Regions from separate parts of the Mus musculus genome. Here region 1 is linked to region 2. Evidence: chromatin contacts called from public promoter capture Hi-C data. All regions are on one chromosome and are shown on one strand. The core of a region is the stretch at or near the end of the contact, and the rest is flanking DNA. Distances in the headings are between cores, read along the strand shown.

Evidence for each region. Promoter capture Hi-C pulls out the DNA fragments that hold promoters and counts their contacts.
Region 1: a promoter capture Hi-C map of liver shows a contact between it and region 2, with 2.4 times the contacts expected there. The contact joins the enhancer-like site here to the promoter of Cxcl12 in region 2. A contact is called at or near these places in 9 of 39 promoter capture datasets (the 3T3-L1 cell line, 3T3-L1-derived adipocytes, cranial neural crest and 4 more), 15 of 484 Hi-C or Micro-C datasets (the 3T3-L1 cell line, the C2C12 cell line, adipose-derived mesenchymal stem cells and 6 more), 2 of 115 datasets of contacts at active chromatin or transcription factors (craniofacial prominence and large pre-B cells) and 2 of 9 other capture datasets (adipose tissue and embryonic stem cells).

Annotation. Positions count from the first base shown.
Region 1 is chr6:117,274,200-117,277,868 of GRCm38.p6, reverse strand. No RefSeq gene overlaps it. Among named protein-coding and RNA genes, the nearest start is that of Cxcl12, 110 kb to the right of the region's middle. Within about 2 kb of position 1,283, at least 4 of the 459 cell types and tissues checked have an H3K27ac peak or open chromatin away from gene starts, as enhancers often do. A contact at or near this core is called in liver, where this site is marked.
Region 2 is chr6:117,166,751-117,170,511 of GRCm38.p6, reverse strand. Cxcl12 (chemokine (C-X-C motif) ligand 12) reads right to left here and starts at 1,977. Exons shown (of 3, transcript NM_021704.3): 1 at 1,796-1,977. The coding sequence starts at 1,856.

The DNA.
Region 1 (3,669 bases), core at 34-2,533, 110 kb before region 2:
GGGAGTTCCTTTAATTCTCACAAAATTTTCTATCATATTTGTGTGTGTGTGTGTGTGTGTGTGCTAAACAAAAGATGCGTCCTCTTGTCTTCGCCACACTCTAGTCTTTACTCCTAGGGGCCTAAACGCTGAGCTCAGATGATCCATGTATTCTGGATGGGTGATAGTAGCCAGTGAAATGTCCCCTGTTGTGAGCAGAGGGAGCCCACATGCCTGAGGCTTTATCTTCTCAAGCAACAGAGAAGAAGGGAAAAAAATACAAACCGGGTAATTTAAGAACATGTCAGCAATTTGGCAAACAAGGCAGAAGTCAAAAGCCACGTGAGTTCATAAATAAGCCACAGATCCTGTCTGGATTTAGTCAAAATACCCAAAGGCTTTTGCCTATTGACAGCACGTTGGTTTCAGTTGATGCTGGTGGTCTGCATAGAACCTGCTGCATCGAAGAATAAGTGTGTGCAGACTGGTGTGGGTCTGGATGAAGACTCAGAACAAAGGCTCCCAGAGGACCTCAGAGGTAGAGGTGTGAGACAGAAGGAAGCAGACCACCTCTTGCCTGTAGTCTATCAATGTGTCATTGGAATGGTAACAGCGCCGATGGAGCTGGTACTCAGAAAGAAAAAGCTCTGCAGATTAGGGCATGTGACCAGTCCCTTGATCTAAGCCCAGAAACATGGGGAACAGATGCAATCCTGAGTGAATGTGTACTGTTGACCTCAGCATGACCATGTCAAGGACCCCGAATGCCTACAGACAATGGTATTGTGAGGGCTCAGACTTAAGCAATAAACTAACCCTCGGTGAACTCATGACATGACGACATCACTGAGAGTTACTGAAAGGTAGAAGTAAAGGAAGTAGGTCACTGGGGTGAGCTTGGGAGCTAGCTCTGCCCTGGCCTCATCCTGTGTCCCCTTCTCTCTGCTTGCTGTCTGCCCTGAGGTGAAAATCACCCCTGTCATGCTCCACTACTGCCCTGATTTCTTGGTCAAGCACCTGAGACCAAGTAGCCACAGACAGAGCCTTCTGGAACCATGGCACAAATAAAGCTTTCCTCTTTCATGTTCTGTCAGACACTTTGGTCACAGAGATGTTTTCCCTCTTGAGATCGTCTATTTGCCTTTATACTTATTTATCAGAGGATTGGGAAACAGGAGGAAGAATTCACCTCACATCATGGGACGTTTTTGTCAGCACCAAGATTTTTACCCTCAGCATAGTGGAAGGTTCCAGATATTTTGACCCATTTGCCATGCCATATCAGGGGAAAGTACAAAGGATATGTTGATTCCCTGGAATTTCATAAACTGAGTTGGATTCAGAGTGGAAAGCTGAGACCCATGAGACCAGGGTTTGCACTAACAGTAGGTAACAGAACACCTGAGCCAGAAGCCTGGGTATCGTGCACCTACAAACCCTGAAGACCTGAAAGTTCTTCCTGCACACTTTGCAGATCAGAATTCTAAGAAAGGACAGCTGTCCCAGTCACTGCACTATCATATGGCAACACTAGGGGAGGAGAGAGAGAGAGAGAGAGAGAGAGAGAGAGAGAGAGAGAGAGAGAGGGAGGGAGGGAGGGAGGGAGGGAGGGAGGGAGGGAGGGAGGGAGGGAGGGAGGGAGGGAGGGAGAGAGAGAGAGAGAGAGAGAGAGAGGGAGAGAGACTGGCATTGGCCCAGCAAGCACAGAGATCAGAGCGACAAAGAAAGACAGAACACCTTTGCACTTAGCACCTAGATGCAGCACCCGCTTGGCCATTGGCTAACTGCTGGACTTTCTATTCTAGGGTCAAAGTATGGGTTGTGTTTCTGACACCACAGCACTGATATCACAGGGGTTGAGTGGGGTACACTTTAATTACCCAAAGATACATCTGTGTCTGGTTCCCGCAGCCTGTAAATACCACCGTATGACTAAAGAGGTGAGAAAGGCTTTGAGAGGAACTCACCTCGGGGTACCAGGTGCCCCTAATGCTATCAAATCTATCCTTAGACCCACAACAGCCTGCTGAAGATCCAGCCACACATTGGAGTGATGCCATCGCTGCCCAGAAATGTTAGGATGGTGACCAAGCTGAAAGGGGAGGGAAGGAGCAGGCTGCAGAGCCTCAGTGGGAAGCCAGGCTCTGCCGACATCTTGACCTCAGTCTCCTGGCCTCCAGAACTGTTGTCAAAAGCTGCTGAGTTTGTGGCCATTTCTTACCACCATATCTGGAGACTTACTCAGTAGGTAAAGCTTTCACAGCCTTGAGAAAAATGAAATCAGACATTAGGCCCCTGAGCCATCTCAGAAGACCAGCCGCAGACCAGTGTCACAACAAGCTGCCCACACAAACAGCACTGCAATGTGCCTAGAGGGGGGCTACAAGGACCCTGTCCCCAGAGTTTGGAAATCAAGACACCCAGGTTTGAGGCTTAGGAGGAGACTTGAGGAAACACGACCCTTCTGAACAGGTTTTCACACAGCTCTGTTTTCAAATGTACACTCTTCGGGGACCATTTTTTCTACTCTAGGCAGGAAATGGCATCTCATTTCTTGTACTGGCTACATAGTATCTATCTCACGGAAGAAAGGCCGAATGGGGAGAGAAGTCTGTTTAAAGTTTAGGTTGATTAGTGGTAGCCATGACTGCTGACAGACAGAAACTGGCCTACGCCAGTGTGAGTGACAGGCTTTGTGCAAGAAGGCGGTGCATCTCATGAAAACTGGAGAGAGCATATTTCTCTCCGAGAAATGCTGATTTCATCAATGTGACACTGAGCTTAAACAAAGGTATTGAAGGAGCCAAAGCCGCAGACCACACATGAAAACAGTCACTCGGGGATATCAGGTGGCAGCCTAACTAAGAATGGCAGGAAGAAGTCATGAGAGGGAAAATGACCAGGACATGAACTTGAGACAAGTTTTACTGCTCAGATGCATATGTGTCTCCCAACCCCAATAGAGCCACAGACACCATCACAAGGCATGAAGCTTGGCTCAGGTGTCCTGAGACCCTCAGACGGGTGAGAGGCAGGTGTGGTATTGGCATCAGCCACATTGCAAGCTTACTGGCTGGTCTGACACCCGAAGCTTGTATACACATCAGTGGGAAAATAGCCGGTGAAGATCCTGTCTGAGGGAGGTTTCAGAGTGGACTCTGGCACATGCCTGCCATTCCCGTCGCACTCTCCCAGCCCCAGCAAGCCCTCGAGGCCCTTCTGCCTGGCTAGCCTCGTACCTGGACGTTTACTAGCACTCACCAAGAGCTTGCCGGGTGGTGCTCAGATCTGCTACTCTGACTGGGTTTCTGACAAAGCTTTGCTCTGGGCCTCCTATCCTGGTATCATAGCTCCTTAGTGTTTGCCATGGCTCACTTCCTTGGTGGTGGTCTCTTTAAAGGGTTTCTTGATGCAATTGAGGCTTAGAGTCACTTCTCAGTATCTACATGGGGTTAACTTCAGTACCCACTTTCCACAAATGCCCAAACTTGAGGAAGCTCAAGTGTCTGGTCTAAAATGGCACAGTGATTGTACATAACCTTCATGTGGCCTTGTGTATATTCATATCAGCCCTAGAGGACAGGTAGCTGCATAGACACTAGCTATACCCTATCGTCTGGGGAATAACAAATGATAAAAACCTCTATGTGTTCATGCACGTGTATCTTGAGTATTTGGGGCATGTTGGAT
Region 2 (3,761 bases), core at 728-3,227:
GGCTTAGGGAACCAGGGGTCCATTCAATCTAACAAGCCTGGCAAGCCTGCTGCTCTGGGTTTAACCAAAGAAGCCTCCGGTGTCTACTATCTAGCTTCTGAGTTGGAGTAGCTGATGGGAAAAGACAGGAACCACAGCAAGGTTAGCCGTGCTGCAACTTGAGGGCTGTGTAAGATCAGAGGGCACACAGGCACTAGGAGGTAAAAAAGTTCATTCGGGCAGCACAATGGGGTCCTGCCTAGAGAACAGGTCTGATCCAGACACTGTCAACAATCCGACTCTTCCTAGGGTCAGAATATGTTGAGGGTGAGACAACTTTTACTCTGGATAATTGCACTCCAACCTTGAGGACCTGAGTCCTACATTCTTGCCCCATACCTAACTTGCCAGAGGCTGTGACCCTTGCAACATCACCAGCTCATTCAATTATTAATGCCCAAATCAATGTGCTCCATGACGGGGCACTGGGGGACCAGTGGGAAGGCTCAGCCTCCCGGGTGTTCTCGGTAACAAAAAAAAAAAAAAAAAAAAAAAAAAAAATCGAAACTGCCTTTCATTTCTTTTTTTTTACTACTCCGATCAGCAACTGACTATTCTTTTACAGAACATTTCCCTCGGACTAGGCAACTCCAACCATTCCCGTACCCCGTTGTCACAGGGAAAGAACCCAAACGAACGAGTTGGTGTACTTGGGCAGCATTTAGAGCTCAGTCTCACCAAGAGCCCCGACTGTCCCTCAGTTCTCTCCAGGAAACACCACTGCGGAGGAAGGCAGGGGATCGACTAGTAGGATTTTGTTTTGTGTTCAGAGGCAATGGTTTGTTTTGTTTTGCAGCAACGGTGTCTTGTAACAGCGCTGAGAGTTTTCTCTTCAGTGTCAAAAAAAGAAAACAAAATGAAAGCCCTTTCCCAGTGAAAGAAGACACCACCCTGGGTCTGGGAGACTGAACTCCGCTGCAGCTCTCATTCCAGAGCTGAGGACTCCGGGGCTGGCTACAAAAGCGCCCGTTTGCAGGTGTGTTTGGGGGTTGGGGAGAGGTGTGCATATAGCTTGGGTAACTGCTGAGCCTTTGTCTAGTGACCCGGGTAAGAAGAAAAAGGGGCAGTGAAGAGACGCGTGCTCAGGTCCGCGTCGCTACGGACCAACGAACTGTGCAGAAGCGCGGCCCTGGCTGGCAGCGCGAGTTCAAGAGCTGCGCTGCGCTGCTGGTGGCCCTGAGCCCCTCGAGGGTGCTGTAAGAGAACACGCTACACCCGCAGGGGACGAAACTCAGCCTCACCACTGAACCTATAGCCAAGCCATGCACTTCGAGCTACTTGACCGGTCTTTGAGAGTTTGCTGACACACGCACCACCCGAGTGAACCTCTTGCACGGTCAACTCCGGGACCGCGCTGCCCTTCGCCTCTGGAAACATCTGGGCGCCGGTAGACACTAGCTGAGTGCAGCTGGCGCGCTCCGGGGCCCAAGCCCCGGACACAATCGCCCACGCTTCCATTCCGCGCCGAACCCACTCTTGCCCAACAATCCTGCGGGTCCTCCCCTGCAGCCCTCTCTAGGTCCTATGGCCGCACTTCGCAGAGCACAAAACCTCGGTGCGACCCGTGGGACACGGGAAAGGGCACCCGGTGGGAGTGCGCCCTGCAAAGTGGACTGCCCCAAGTTCGCTTGTAGTGAACGGCGCCGACCGAGTTCTTTCTCCGCGACTTCGGCGCGGGCAGAGGAACCGCGGACCCGAAGGAGCTCCGGCGCAGAGCTGCGAGCCTTTCCCGGGCCCGGCCGCGGATTGCACTCACCGTCACTGATGCAGAGCGCGGCCAGCACCAGGGCCAGCACGGCGACGACCTTGGCGTCCATGGCGTGGGCGGGAGGGCGCGCCGGAGGCTGCAGAGCTGGACAGCAAGAGGACACCGAGGTGGACCGAGAGTGAAAGTGCGGCAGCGGGAGGCGAGCGCTGGGCGCTTTAGAGGCGAAAACCAGGCGGGGCGGGGCGGGGCTCATCAAGGGGCGGGCCTGGAGTGTGGCTGGGGTCTCTGACGCGCATCCCCTGCGGAGCAGCCGCCCTTCCAGTTCCCTACCTACCCACCCCCTTCTTGGCGCCCTCAGTGTCCGCGGCTCCGCTGGGTGCTGAGACCTTTGATCTTCCCAGTCCCCAACTTGGGCGGGCTCTTTGGACCTGAATTGTAAAGAGGCTGGGTCGTAGAGCTTAATGCTCCCATCCTGCAGATAGAGAAACTAAGGGGCTGTCAAAGGCACAAGCCGTGAAATAAGAACCTGAGAGACGAAACAGTCTGTTTCGCCGCATCCAAAAGTTGCCAGAGTACCCTTTCTTTCGTGCCAGGAACTTAAGCTGACCCACCTCATGTCCAGGGTGTCTGTGCCGCAGTGGACTGCTAGGCTTAGGGCAACGTGGACCAATCTACAGTTAGAATAACTTGGATTCCCAGCCAAAGTCTCACTACAGTCATTCCCGGGAAGATGCATTCTAACGTAGGGCTGCGCTACCGAGCAAAGAGACCAAACAGGTCTCCCAGAGATACTCAGTATCGTGAATTTTCTTTGCCACCTCCCCTCTGTACCCCTATTCTCTCGACTGGGGGTGGGTGGATGGTACGAATAGTGGGTGGGTGATTACAACTCTCACCCTGCAGAATGGAAACGGAGGAGAAATGACTGGGTCTCACTCCCGCGAAACGTCCTGATTCTCTGTGCTTGGTTTTAATGTGTGTTCAGTTAATGGAAGCTGGAAACAACTTCTTAAACTTCAGTGTTTCCTGCCTTTCCAGAAGAAAGTCCAGTGTTCTAAAAAGGACCAAAGAGTTCCCTAAGGCCCCGCTCCCTAAAACCCTGCTTCAGAAAGTGGTCATTGGCGCTTTACAAATAGACCCATTGGTGTTCAGCCCTGCCAATAGATCGTTGTGTTCCACTCTGGTCAACCAAAACAACCCCAACCCGGGTGTGGGGAGACACGGGGGAGGGGGCAGACTGAATCTTGGAGGGCTAGAGGCTTTGGGCAGCGTCCTTTGGACCTTCCACTGCCACAGGCAGTGTTGGCCATGCTTCGACCACTTTTCCCACATAGCCAATTAGCGATTTGGATTCTGTTATCATGTTCACCCAAGGGAGTGCACAACAGAGACTTGCCTCTGTCTCAGGGCAATCTGGGAATCATATTTGTGAAGCAGTGGCCAGGACCTTTGGGCCTGGGGCTCCACCTAGGGACTAAAGAAGGGTGGAGAAGGTCAAGAGGAAAATGTTCCAGCCATGAGAGTATCTTAAACAATTCCGCTAAGCACTTTGCATCCATTCATTTGTCAGACACACTTTAGGGACTCAGCTTCAAATCTGGAACCGCGCCGACCTGGTCCCTGTGTTTAAAAAGTAGCATTTCAGAGAAGGCAGCCATCCATTTCTACCGGCTTTTGCGCTATCCTGAGCGTTCAGTATGCTAAACTCTGAACTTGCTGGCCCTGTTGTACTGCAGGATCGGCAGAGGCTAGGCTCCGGCGCCCTCTGGTGGTCTTATCTCCCATGCTCCAGTAATCCGAGATCAAGCGCTTGGGATACCTGATGCCTGTAAAACAGTAAAACAGTAAAAAAAAAAAAAAAAAAAAAAAAAAAAAAAAAAAGACCAGATGCTCCTAGGCAAAAGCTCTGAGCACAAAAACTTGTCTGATGCTCCCATTCAGTACATCTCTGAGGCAAGGCAAACCTCTCCTGTAAGTTTGTCCAAAGCAGGTAGGTGTCCAGATCTCTTGGTGT